Regions from separate parts of the Sus scrofa genome. Here region 1 is linked to region 2. Evidence: chromatin contacts called from public Hi-C data. All regions are on one chromosome and are shown on one strand. Each heading gives the region's core, a stretch centred on a gene start, on an enhancer-like site or on the middle of the called end of the contact. The rest is flanking DNA. Distances are from core to core; before and after follow the strand shown. Region 1 holds the start of CLYBL (citrate lyase subunit beta-like protein, mitochondrial). Region 2 holds the start of TM9SF2 (transmembrane 9 superfamily member 2).

Region 1 (6,781 bases), core at 4,025-6,524, 100 kb before region 2:
TGACTCCAGAATGTGAGAGATTAAGTTACAAGGCATCTCTATGCTGGGAACAAAGGAACCACACTTTCTATCATCAGACAAACTCCACCAGTTCCTAGGATGGACACCCCTAGAATAAGGTCATAATATGGTTACATTAAAAAGTAGTGATTTAAATAAGCTATTAAAAAAAAAAAAAGGTAGTGATTGGTTTGCCACAGACTGGATACAGAGACCCATAATCTACCAGAGGCTCCTAATGGTACCCAATGGACCTGTGGAACCAGGCATAGCCATGCTTCCCCGAGGATGGACTGGCAGATGCACTCTAGGCTTCCCTTGGGCTCAAGGGAAATCACTGCAATTTACCAAAACTGCTTATCTCCCTTATCTCCATACTAGATGGACACCATCAGTTTTCAAAGGGTATGATTATTTAATCCTAGTGTAGGTCTTGAAAGCTCATCTCTCCATATAGAAGCCCTGGTGAAATTTACTCAACGAGCCTTAAATGACAGCCAGAGAAGCACTGTCTTATTAAACAGTGAGGTCGCCCCAATGAGAACGGCAGTTTTACAAAATCGGATGGCATTAAAATACTCTCACTGCTTCTCACCATCACCCATTCAAAGTGCTGTACTTTCATACCAGATGAATCAGGAAATATCTCCACTTTACTTGATGATACAAAAACCCAGATACAAAAAGTAAACGGTGCAGATGCTTTTGCCTCTGAAGTGATTTTGATGAATGACGTTTCAAGCTGATTTTCCAATACAATGGCCTGGATTCCTCAGGGCATTCATTCAGTTTTTTCAGTTATAATTAAATTTATTGTCTCAGTCCTTCTCATAGGAATAAGTACCTATGCTCTGATAAAATTATTTCTATATCGTATTCCATATTTACGTAAAAAGACCACAAAAACCATCTTTTGGCCCCATCTGAATGGCACACAGTGTTCATTCCTTCCATGAGAAGCCCCCTTCGTCGCCCCCCATTCAGCAGGAAGCAGCCAGACCAGCACAATTACCCATTTCCCTTTTTCCATTGAGATGGAAGGAATGAATTGATAGTGTGGAATTTGATGCAGACATCTTATGCACCTCAAATAGAAAAATTACACCCCTTATGCCGTTTAGGAACAAATAACTTAGAGCTCTCCCTGCACCTTTTCCTCGCTTGACTGCACCCTGAACACAGCTGCTTGTGAGTTAAAAATTACACTAAGCACCTGAGGCTTTTCTGATACTTTCCTAATTTTTCATAATCTCTGAAAAACATACGCTTTAGCAAGTATATCCGTTCTAGGAAAGGTCAGGATGTCATATCCTAGAAGACCACCGGACTACACCAAAATCTCCCAACGCCAGCTCTGATGACCAGAATTCTCCAAGAGAAAAAAGAATGTGTGCCTGTCCCAACCCTGATTCTTATATAGCCTTCTTTTTCTCCCATAAGACTATAAAACGTCCCTCGGTTTTTCCCCAAGGGAGGACACAGTTTTTAAGGCACAGGCCTGCTGTGCCCTCCTTTGCCTGGCAAAGCAATAAATCACCCTTTTCTACTTCACCCAAAACTCTCTCAGTGTTTCAATTGGGACTGGGGAGCAGAGGCTGCTTTTCAGCAGCAATATAGTCAACTGATCTTTGACCAAGGAATAAAAGCAATTTAATGGAAAAAGGGCAGGTTTTTTTCCCCCCCAATAATTGGGCTAGAAAAACTAGATCAATATGCAAAAAAAAAAAAAAAAAAAATCAATTAGACAGACCTTACACTCGTCATAAAAATTAACTCACGAAGGATCCTAGACCAAAGTATAAAACACAATACTACAAAATTTCTAAAAGAAAATACAGGAGAAAATCTATGTGACCTAGGATTTGGCAATAAGTTTTTAAATATTTAACCAAAAGCATGATCTATGAAAGAAAAAAAATTGATAAGCTTGTCTTCAGAAGGCTTATCAAAAATTTCAGAAGGCTTTAATCAAAAACTTCTGCTGTGTGAAAAATGCTGTTAAGAAAATGAAAAGACAAGTCCCAGGCGGGAAGAAAATATCTGCGAGACATATATCTGATAAAGGGCTTATATCTAAAATATGCAAATAATATTTAAAATTGAACAATAAAGAAACAACCCAAATAAGAAAGAGGCAGAAGATCTGAATAGGCACCTCACCAAAGAAGATACCCAGATGGCAAAAACAAACAAACAAACAAACAAAACATGACAAGGTGCTCCCCATCCTCTGACTTCAGGTAATTTCAAGTTAAAACAAATTTACACCTTAAGATACAACATATACCACTATACACTACACATCTATTACGAGAGCTTTAAAATTTTTAACTAAAGATACTAAATGCTGGCAAGGACACAAAGCAACAGAAACTCTCAAGCACTGATGGTGGAAATGCAAAATGGTACAGCCACTTTGGAAGACAGTTTGTTATAAAGCAAAATATTGTCTTCCCGCTCATTCATACTCGTAGGTACTTACCCAACTGATTTGAAAACGTATGTCCATACAAAACCTACACATATGTTTATAGCAGCTTTATTCATAATCAAAACTAGAACAACCAAAATACCCCTCAATAGGTTAATGGATAAATAAACTGTGGTACATCTATACAATGAAATATTACTCAGCACTAAAACGAAATGAGTTAACAAACCATGAAAAGACACGGAGGAAACCTAATGCACACTGCTAAGGAGCTCAGCCTAAAAAGACACTGGATGACCCCAATTACATGCCATTCTGGAAAAGGCAGAATGATAGAGACAGTAAAATGAGAGTTTAGAAGGAGAAGAGAATGGATAAATAGATAAAGCACAGGGGGATTTTTAGGGAGGTATGATACTGTTACAGTAGACACATGATATTACGTACTTCTCAAAAGCCTCAAACTTTATAGTGAACCTTGATATATGTAATTTAAAAAATCATTTGGGAGATAGAGGGATCCCAGGAAAGAATGCAAACTGTGACAAGAGAGGTTTAGGGTATTACAAATGTATGAATCAACCTCACTGCAGGGGATGGGAGAAAAAGGTGACCAGACCCTATAAGACTAAAGGGAAAGGAACTGCACCTGATTACTGACTGGACCCTCGATGGTAAAGTCTTCTCCCATGGAGTATGTATGGTCTAACAATACAGGTACTGCCACACGTGTACGCTGAAACGGAATCACTGAGTAACTGGAAGGCATATGGTGGGAGCCAGGTTTCTCAAGGCTGGAGTGACAATTTACAATCAAGGGGAGGAGGCTGGAATGATCCATGTGGCAGTGGGTTGGAATTAGAGACAGTATGAACTCATGTTTAGTTTAATACAGATACAGATGCTTACATGAGAAACATTTACAGATGTGTGTATATGCACGGGTTACTATTCACACATACTTGTTTGTTCCGCCAGCTGAGGGAATTTAAAAGCCATCCCTGGCAATAGCACAAATACTCATGGGGAGTTACATTCCCCCAAGTTGAGGGCAGAGTATCTACATAAATCAAGCCGTGGCCACAGAGAGATGCACGGCTGGAGACAGGATGGGCAGGGAAGCATCAGGGACAGCACTGTAAAGGGGCAACTGTTGGAGGGTTGGGAAGAAGGGTCAACACCAGCCTACGGGCAATGGTGCTGAGACCAAAAACAGAAGAAAAAAGCCTCCAGAAGCAGGTCCGATGGCCTGGAGTTGAAATGCAAACCAACTGGGGTAGAAATTAAGGCATCCCTAGGCGGGCCTTTTAGGTTGGCCTTCAGCTTATTTACTTTTCCCAGCCCCATGCGTTCTGAAGGCGCCAGGACCCACAGGACTTGACCTGGATGCAGGCCTGCATGAAAGCCTGCTGCCAGGGGCTGGGTGCGGTGTATGGGTATACTGAAAATTAACCAGTGTGCCTAGGGAGGTGAAGAGCATCGTGGGCTGAGCCCCAGGAGCCTCAAAAGTAGGTGACTGGGTGTGGCCACTGGACCCACTGTTGAACACACCACAAAAGCGGGCCCCTTCACAGTCCAGAAAAGGGACCTTCTGCAAGGGTCTGGGTATACCCCTTCGGGAGCTCCTCTGGCCCAGGGGTGATCCCATTACCAGGCCCAGGTCTAGGAAATGGGAAAATGGGAAGCGTAAGACTGAGCAGGCCCTGGCAGGGACACCATCGATTCAGGAAACACAGAGCAAGCAGATGTTCCACACCAGAAGCAAAGGATTTGGTTTCTGAACTCTCCTGTTTTGAGAGTCATGTACCTTCTCTGAGAGTCGGTTTCTTCATCTTTAGAGACGGGTCACCCAGCTCCTTCACATGGTAGTCAGGGAATAGAATCATGTGTGTGCATGACACGGGCAAACAAGCTAGTCTCGACCAGCGGTTCTCAAAGTGTGATCTGAGGACACCTGAGGGTCCCAGAGACCCTTTTAGAGGGTCTGCAAAGTCTTCCCTTTTCTAACTAATGTGTGCAGGAGCCTGGAATTTTTTAGTAAACTTCTTCCAAAACAGCTGATATGAGATTCCAATTGTCCTTTATTACACTGAAGAGATATTCAAAAATATACAACCATGCCACTCTTCTCATTTTTCGGAAAATATATTTGTCATTAAAGATGCCATTTGTGTTAAATACAAATGGGTTTGCTATTTTTAAATGAGTAGTTTAAAATTTTGTCTTTCATTCCCCATGCTGTAAAAATGAACAAATATAAGCAAAAACTCTTCAGGGGTCCTCGTAACTTCTCAGTGTATAAAGGGGTCCTGAGAGCACACAGTTTGGGAACCGCGGTGCTGACAACTAGGGGGAAGATGGCATCATCAGGCCAGCCTGATAATTTCAGGCTCCCTTTAATAAAACACCCACACGTTCATGGTTTCCATTTGTGGGGAGACTAGCTTTTTTTCTGGGTCTGAGAAATCCAATGTTTGCACCCATTTTCCGGGCCCAAGCAAAGGCCGGCCCCCAGGGAGGCACAGTCCGTGGGAGAGACCCTCGCGGGCCGTCGGCGACCCTGGCTGAGGTCGAGCCCGCGCGCGGGAGGCGCACGGTGCTCGTGGCCCGCGGGAGTTCCCTCCAGGGACGCGGAAGGCCGCGCTCAGCCCGAAACGCTGAGCCGGGCACCGACCCTGGGCGAGCTCGGCCGGGTGGCGAGGGGACTAGGGACCTGCACTCACAGCCTTGGCAGCGCCGCCGCGGCCGCCGCTCCACGCGCCGCCCTCCTCAGCAGACGCAGCGCCATCTTCTCAACGCGCGCCCCGCCCCCGCCAAGTCCGTCTCCACTTCGCCCCGCCCTCGGGGCCACGCCCCCACGTCGCCACGCCCCAGGATACCCCTACTTCGCCCCGCCCCGCGCACGGCCCGCTTCGACCTCGTTTCCCAAGCTGCCTGCCCCGCCCCCCGCAAGCCACGCCCTCCCGCTCTGCGCACCTGCCAACTCGAGCGCTCAGACCTTCCAGGAATGTAACGCGGGGCAGAGTGGAGTCCAAGTGGATGGCTTCTTCTCGAGCATTTTTTTTTTTTTTTTTTTTGGTGACTGAATCCAACCCTTCCCATTCTTCTGGGTTTTTTTTAGGACGGCTTTCGAGAGACCTTGCATTTTCCCAGCCAGACCTGGCCAATTTTTCTAGAGATTTTTCTGTTGTTTTTGTTAAAAGACTACCTAACAAACTTTGTGAGCCTCACCATGTGCGTGCCTCGGTTAACATTTAATCCGTCCAGGGACGGACATGCCTGTAATAGGATCAGAATAGCCGTTGCCGGCAGCTTTCTGGGCTAGAGAAGTGCTTGTTGAGGACGTGGGCAGCAAACACAACTCTTCAGCCCAGGTCCTTCCTGCCAGTCTGTCAGCAAATACAACCCCTCCGTCTTCACAGTTAGGAGAATGATAAGATATTAAAACGGAGCTTTCCAGATGTGCGACTTAGAGCAAATTTCTTAAGCTCTCCATGCTTCAGTTTCCTCCTATAAGACGGTAATGGAAACAGTACTCACCTCACAGGGTTGCTATTAGGCTAAATTGAGTCAATATATATAAAGAGCTTAAAACTTCACCTAGCCCAGAGCTTGTGCTCAGCAATGTTAATTACTTATTAGTATTATCATCATCACACCAATTCCTTTCTTAAAACTCTGGCGACTTCCAGTGAAAAGCGTTAAAATAAAAAACAAATGGAGACCAACCCTGAAAATTCTGTGAGCAGACAAACAATGTCATCATACAAGCAACGTCTGATTTAGCTTATTTCGCAAGACAGCTCAACCTAGGTCATTTCTTGCTTATGCCTCTGGAAATCATACCCAAACCTTGAACTATTTCCCAAGGTTGAAATGAGGTAACCACTGACTAGTTCCCTATCATTTAAGAAAATTCTAATATAACCAATCACTGTGAAGAATAAACAATCACTTCCTTCTCACTAAATAAACTGCTTATAACAATATATCCCTGAGCCTTGTTCCATGTTTCAGTTTGAGCTCCCAGTTTGCAAAATGTCTTTTTGGTATGTGCACAATAAGATTTTGCTAATTACTACTTTGGTGATTCATTGATTTTACTTCTGTTATTATGAACTTTGGACAGAAGCAGTTAGAGTAAAACCCCAATTTTTCATCTGAAGTCCTTACTCTATCTGGCCCCTGCCCGTCTCTGCAACAGGCCATCCATCTTCTCTCTGTGCAGTTATTTCTTGAGTTTGATAAGCCCTCTCCCACTTAAGGGCCTTCACACATGCTGTTTCCTATACCCACAATGCATATGTCTACACCCGTCTCAGCATCCTGGACATTGACCCTACTGCCACC
Region 2 (6,798 bases), core at 2,629-5,128:
ATTTCAGGAGGAGAAAATGACTAAATCCTCAGGGTTCTTTTGACTGTCTTTCAATATACATAACGAACTAAGTACTGGACTTGGGCTTCACAGGCTATGTAAAGACTACATTCTATGATACACTTATGTTAAAGATAAACGTGTTTCATCTCTACCATTATGAATGTGTCATTACGTTACGACAATGATAAACACTGTACTTTCTCCCTAAGAAATGCAAGGTATCTTTAAAGAGGAATATATAATAAGCAAATGTGCTTATCTTTATTTCACAGACGGAAAAACTGGTGGAAACAGTATCAGTGACCTGGCCAATTCATCCAACTCCTGGTACCATAAACTAACAGCATCTTCTGGAAATAATTACTCCCAGTTCACAATGCTCACTTTTAATTTTTTTTTTTTTTTGGTCTTTTTGTCTTTTTGCCATTTCTTGGGCTGCTTCCGCGGCATATGGAGGTTCCCAGGCTAGGGGTTGAATCGGAGCTGTAGCCACCGGCCTACGCCAGAGCCACAGCAACGCGGGATCCGAGCCGCGTCTGCAACCTACACCACAGCTCACGGCAACGCCGGATCGTTAACCCACTGAGCAAGGGCAGGGACCGAACCCGCAACCTCATGGTTCCTAGTCGGATTCGTTAACCACTGCGCCACGACGGGAACTCCTTTTTTTTTTTTTTGTCTTTTTGCCACTTTTAATTTTTAAATTCTCTTCAAGTTTTGTAATCGTATACACAAGACTGTACTCCTTAACAAATACGGAATGGATGAGAAAAAAAAAACTGTTAATACCCTGATTGAAGTAATGAAAATTTGAACTATTTACTCTTTTTCTCCTTTGAGAGGCAAAGAGAAGAAATATTAAAGTGTCCTTCAAATTCCACAAGCAAGAAATTCTAGGGAAAAACTGCTAAAAGTACATCTTCCTTAAGATCTGTTTCTATTGACCAAGCTGTAAAAGCAACTGGCAACGAAGAGGAAATTCAAACATTTCTGAAAAATGATTTGTCTTGTCTGTTTCATCCTTATACTTTTGGAAATTAAAAATCCAAAAGGGCCCCTGAAATTAATCAAACGTGAACTAAAAGTAGCTACCTAAAGAAGGACCTGTTGAGGAAACAAAAATTGTCTAACTGGCAGACCACCTGTAAATTTCACTCATCCTCAAGTTTGAGGTCCCTCTCAAATGTCACTGCCTTTGTAGCTTTCCCTGAAGACTCTAATACATAGCTGTTTCCTCATTGGTGTTTCAGAGCACTTTGGAGGGACGGCTTTTGGAACATATCAGATTTTGATAATCTGTCATATGCTTATGACCTTTACTTTGACGTTCCTAAAAGAAAGAAACATTTTTTTTGTCTCTAAGGCACTAGGAATACAAGACTGCTATTAAATTTATGTTTTTTGGGGAGTGGGGTTGGTCTTTTTAAGGCCCCACTCGCGGCCTATGGAGGTTCCCAGGCTGGGAGTCGAATCAGAGTGGTAGCCGCTGGCCTACACCACAGCCACAGCAACGTGGGATCCGAGCCGCGTCTGCGACCTACACCACAGCTTACACCCCACCGGATCCTAAACCCACTGAGAGAAGCCAAAGACAGAACCTGCGTACTCATGGATTCCAGTCAGATCTGTTTCCGCTGAGCCACCACGGGAACTCCCGATTGCTGTCAAATTTAAATTCGAAGACCAAATTCTAAGTTTTAAAGGCTGGTAACTAAAACGTTTAATGGAAAAACCAGGGTGCTTGCAGGACTCGCGCTCTCCTCCACTTGGAAGCACTATTTTCTTTCAGTCATAACCCCCAAAGAGTGAAAGCTTCCTGCACTGCAAGTGTATGGGAGCCACAGTATTCAAGTGCTAACTGTTGAGTAACCCATAAATATCCTTAGACATTTTTAGAGATCCAAGTTTTGAAACAGAAACTGTAAAATGCCATGAAAAAATTTAATAGCTTCTTTAGTGCCCTAAAATAAGCTCAAAATTCACAGCTATAGTAAAGTTAGCAGTAATAAAATAAACACCAGCTTTAAAAAAAGCAAACTTAGTAAATAAACCTATTTATAGATTGTAAAAGATTGCTAAACGATTATTTGAATTGTTAAAATTACTAATGGTTTCAAAGAAATTCTCATGCCCCAAATGTTAAGTTTTAGCAATCCAAAATAATTGTATATGTTTCCTGTCCTGCCCTATGCCCAATAATCTAGAAGCAGGTTACTTATTTCTCTTTTACTAGTGGTTAAAGTGAAAAGCTTGAGTTTGAGGTCGTAAGAGGTCAAAGTTTTCAAGGTTTACCCTAGAAGAAAAGGCCAGCTTCTCCTGTGGTCTGCTCCTTTTAAGTGTTTCAAACAACCTCAGAGAACTAAACAGCGTCATCTTATGTATCTTCTGCATATTAAAAAATCTTTTACACTTCAAAGGTAGAAATTAACTATGTCAACCATCACAGCAATTCTTTATTAATGCACTTTACGCGGCTCTGGGTGTTAAATTCCACAAATAAGGAAGTAATCGCTAATCGTGAGGTTTAAAATGCCAAAAACCTAGAAAGAACGAGCTCGTAACCAACCAGGAGTTCTAGAAAAGTAGCAAACTGGCAGCAATGAACTTAAAAGTTGCTGGAAGACCTGGCCGCCCCCTTCCTTGCAGAGCGTGACCGGGCTGTAAGCGAACACCCCCAACTCGTGGAACGCTCGCTGACCTGCACGCATCCAACTCCAAGGGAGCGCCGGACACGCACAGTCCCCGTTTCAGGACAGCTGCACACACACTAGCTCTCGGCCAGACGGGAGGAGAGCCCGAGGCCCACCGAGTCCTGCAGAATCCACCCCGCTACCAGGCCGTTCCGGAGCCTCCGGCGCACAGCCGCGCCAACCCCAAGCGCTTCTGGGGACACTGGACCGCACCCACTGCTACGCCCCCTTCCCCTCGGGCCCCGGCCGCCCAGGCACGGAGAGGCTTCCCCTTCCGACAATGCACCCGGGGGTCCGTCAGGCCGCACCCACCTTGCACTCGTCGCTCTTTTTTTCTACGTCGCAGAAGTTGACGGGCGCCAGGCCGGGCAGGTAGAAAGCGGCGCCCCGACGCGGGCCCGGGGCGGCCCCCAGCAGGAGCAGCGACAGCAGCCACAGCCGCGGCCACCGAGATGGAAACGACGCCGACAGCCTGGCGCTCATGACGGCTGTTCCGGGGAAAGGGCAGCCGAGCCGCGGGGGTGAAGAGGGAAGGAGGGACGGGGAGGCTCGGAGACGAGGACCAGGCCGCCGGAGCTGAGGGAGGCCGGCCCCGCGACGGACAGTTCCGGTTGCGCTAGGAGACACCACGGGTTCCGCAACAGAAACCGAACCGGGCCTCGACGGAGCATGCGCAACGCCGCCTGCACATGCTCAGTGAGAGCGGCCGCAGGCGCCCCCAGGAGTTTCCGGGAGCCGGAGTGGAGGAAATCCACTTTCCAGGTTTTCAGCGGTCCGGCTGGAGTGGTTGCTGTGAGGGAGGTTCCAGCACTCACGTTCCGATTCCAAATTCCGATCTAGAGCTCCCTTGGGGCCCGGCGCCGGCGCCGCAAGCTTTCTGCTTTGTCTCAGTTTCCCGCGGTTTCCGCACCCCAGTAAGCAAAGCAGTTCCAGCAAAATAGGAATCTGGTATCATCATCCTTGAGCACGTCTCTGTTGCTTTTCCTATTGAAGTGATGCCATGCCCTTCTTTGCTGTATACAGACGGATTTGTTTGTGCAGTGCATTTTTTGAGTATTTTTCAGGGAGAAACTTGTGTTTTTTGGTTTTTGGCAACACCTGAGGCATGTGGAAGTTTTGGGGGCCAGGGATCAAACAGGGGCCACAGCAGTGACCATGCCAGGTCTCTCACCCGAGGAACTCTGAAACTTGCTTTTGGTGACCAAAAAAAAAAAAAAAAAAAAAAAAAACAGAGAGAGGGAGAAGAGAAAAAAATGCACAAAAGTTGTGAGTTAAGTTTTATTCAGGAAATTTACTGAGGACTGTAGCGAGGGAGACAGCCTCTAAGCTCTGAGCAACTGCTCTGAAGAGGTAAGGGAGAAGCCAGAATATATATGGAAAAAAAAATCAAAGATTACTGATAATCAGGAAGAAAAGACATCTCAAGTTAAGGATTAGTGCTTTTCTAGGTATGAGAAGATGCAAGAATCTGGGTTCACTGAAATTATTCCCTAGATATCCTCTTAACTATCCAGGGTCAGTATCCAGAGCACAGTATACTCCCGTTTTTCTCCATCCTGAATTCCCCTCAGGGCACCCTGTCGGTGGGGGACTGGTTTGATCATTGTAGAAATGGAATGGTGGACAGTCTTTGTTTAAAAAGTCAATTCAGCTGAACCTTGGAGTTCAATCGAATACTTCAGAAGATGGTATTCATGTAGACTTTCTAGCAAGGAATCAACCCAGAAGTACTTCAGCTGAGAAATCAAACAGGGGCACGTTTACTAGATGGACAATTCAGAAATTTGTGGGGCCCCAGGCAATCCTATCTAAATTCTTGTGGGTATCTGCACGTTTTCTCCTGGACAGTTTATAACATTAAATTTTCAAAGGAATCTATGTGCAAAAAAGGCTAAGGACCACTGTTCTATGCTGGGGAGTAAGCAGAACATGCTCGCAAAGATAGTTCCCACTAAGAACTCCAGCTTTGGAACAGCACTATTAACTTATGGGGACCTTGAGCAAGTTAAATCATCAAGTCCCAGGAAGTATAATAGGATGTCCATTGCGAATGAAAAATGGTACCTGCCATATCCGTCATCAGAGGATGTTGCAGCCATGAAGACAGTACAGCCCCGGCTGACAGTGAGCCCTGAGGGAACTCAGGATGGAGACAAACTGCCAGGCCCTCAGCCACTGCAGCTACCGCCAACTGTGCACCCTGAGGGGATTCCGGATGGGGAAAAGCAGGATACTGGTCCTGGATAGCTAAGGCGCATACTGAAGGAGTATTTCCAGTGAGGCCAGACTCCTGCATCTTCCCATACAAAGAACAGTGCTAAATTTAATTAACTCAAGATGTCTGATTTTCTTTAACCGTAATCTTTTAAAGTTCTTACTACCTGGTCTTTCGCAAAAACAGCCATTATATCCTGGCTTCTCCCTTGCCTCTTCAGAGCAGTCCTCAAAGCTATCTGAAAGGCTTAAGTCCTCAATTCTGTCCGCCAGATAAAACATAATTCTCAACTTTAAGGTGGTGCATTTTTTTCAGTCAACACCATATTCTTTAAGTGGTTGTGAAGATTAAGGGGCAAGGGTTAAGCACTATACAGAGGAAAGGCATCAAGTGTTATAATAGAAACTGCAGGTGTAGGGGGTGGGGGTGGTTGGGGGGCCTGAGCAGTTGGATTGTATTTAGGTCACTTCTCCTTTGAGCAAACAATTAATATATTTGCCCAATGTATTTGGTCTAGGGAAAAAGAATTTATAATATTCTATTGTTGAAGTCATAGAGATTTCTAATATAATACGAGGAAGCGATGTTTCTCTCCATTTAGAAAGGTAGCAGAATAAAATTAACATTATTATTATTATTTGCTTTTTAGAGCTGCAATTGTGGCATGAAATTCCCAGGCCAGAGGTCCAATCGGGACTGTAGCTGCAGTCCCACACTGCAGCAACAGCAACGCCAGATCCGAGCCACGTCTGCGACCTACACCACAGCTCACAGCAAGGTAGGAGGATCCTCGACCCACTGAGTGAGGCCAGGGGTCGGACCTGTGTCCTCATGGATACTAAAGTCCGGTTCTTTTCCACTGAGCTGAGTTACAAGAACGCCAACATTTTTTGTTCACTACCTTCTGTTTATCCAGTACCACTAAATACTTGAACTTCACTATCTCAGTGCCCCCCCACACAAGAAAGGGCACTGCTGACACACCCCCCGCCCCCGTGCTTCTCAGGCCCCAAACCTGGGAGATAACCTAAATTTCAAGTTCCTTCACTCTCCACAAACAGTCCTTCAACAAGTTGTGCTTGCTGGACCGCTGAACTAGACTAAATCCTCCGTACTTACCATGTCCACAGCTACAGCCTAGTTCAAGCCAAAATCGTAGTTCTCTTGAACCTGTACTAAATGCAATAGCCTCTCAGCTTGCACTCTTGACAAAGCGATCTTAAATCTTTAAATCCCTCCGTTCTACTTTCTGCTTAACCCGCCCCCCAGGCACTCCTCACTACTTTATCACTACCTGGAGTTAACGTGGTTATTTGTTTACTGCCTCACTCCTCGTTTATACGTACACCCCGGGGGAGTAAGGACCTGGTCTCTGCACCCCAGAGCCTAGAGCAGCGTACGGCACATAAAGGAGACAAGAGCAGCAAGTAACTACAAAGTACTGCAGGTTTGGTACCGGCTGGACCATATAAATTCTAGATCTGAATTCAGAATCGAAGGCTTTTGAGCGCTGAAATAAACCTGAGGTTTTCCAGATGCGTTTAACCTCTTCCACTGACAGAGGAAAGAAGGCGGACTGAGCGCCCGCAAACGGTTACTCCTTGAGACTCAGCGGACGGAGCCGGGGAGTCTATGGCGGGGGGTGGGTCCTTCCAAATCTCGCCGCCCCCTCGATCCTCCGAGCTCAGCATCAGCAAAAACCCGGATAAGTGGAGTTCTTTCTCAATAAAAATGATCTCCGGACTTCAGACGCAACCCGGGCCGCCCAGCGCCGATCGCGCGTGCGCAGGGCCGGCCAGCCTCGCCTCGCCAACCCCTACCCTGGCGACCTTCTCCCCGCTTCCGCCTCCAGAGTTCAGACACGTCATCCCGCACGGCCGGGGCCGGGTG

The links. Hi-C and Micro-C count contacts between places; a contact is called where the count stands out from the background.
Region 1: a Hi-C map of liver shows a contact between it and region 2, with 4 times the contacts expected there. The contact joins the promoter of CLYBL here to the promoter of TM9SF2 in region 2. A contact is called at or near these places in 1 of 5 promoter capture datasets (liver), 1 of 47 Hi-C or Micro-C datasets (liver) and 1 of 2 datasets of contacts at active chromatin or transcription factors (skeletal muscle).

What each region holds. Positions count from the first base shown.
Region 1 is chr11:68,506,321-68,513,101 of Sscrofa11.1, reverse strand. CLYBL (citrate lyase subunit beta-like protein, mitochondrial) reads right to left here and starts at 5,274. Exons shown (of 9, transcript XM_021065861.1): 1 at 5,155-5,274. The coding sequence starts at 5,219.
Region 2 is chr11:68,404,914-68,411,711 of Sscrofa11.1, reverse strand. TM9SF2 (transmembrane 9 superfamily member 2) reads right to left here and starts at 3,878. Exons shown (of 17, transcript XM_021065854.1): 1 at 3,006-3,878. The coding sequence starts at 3,176.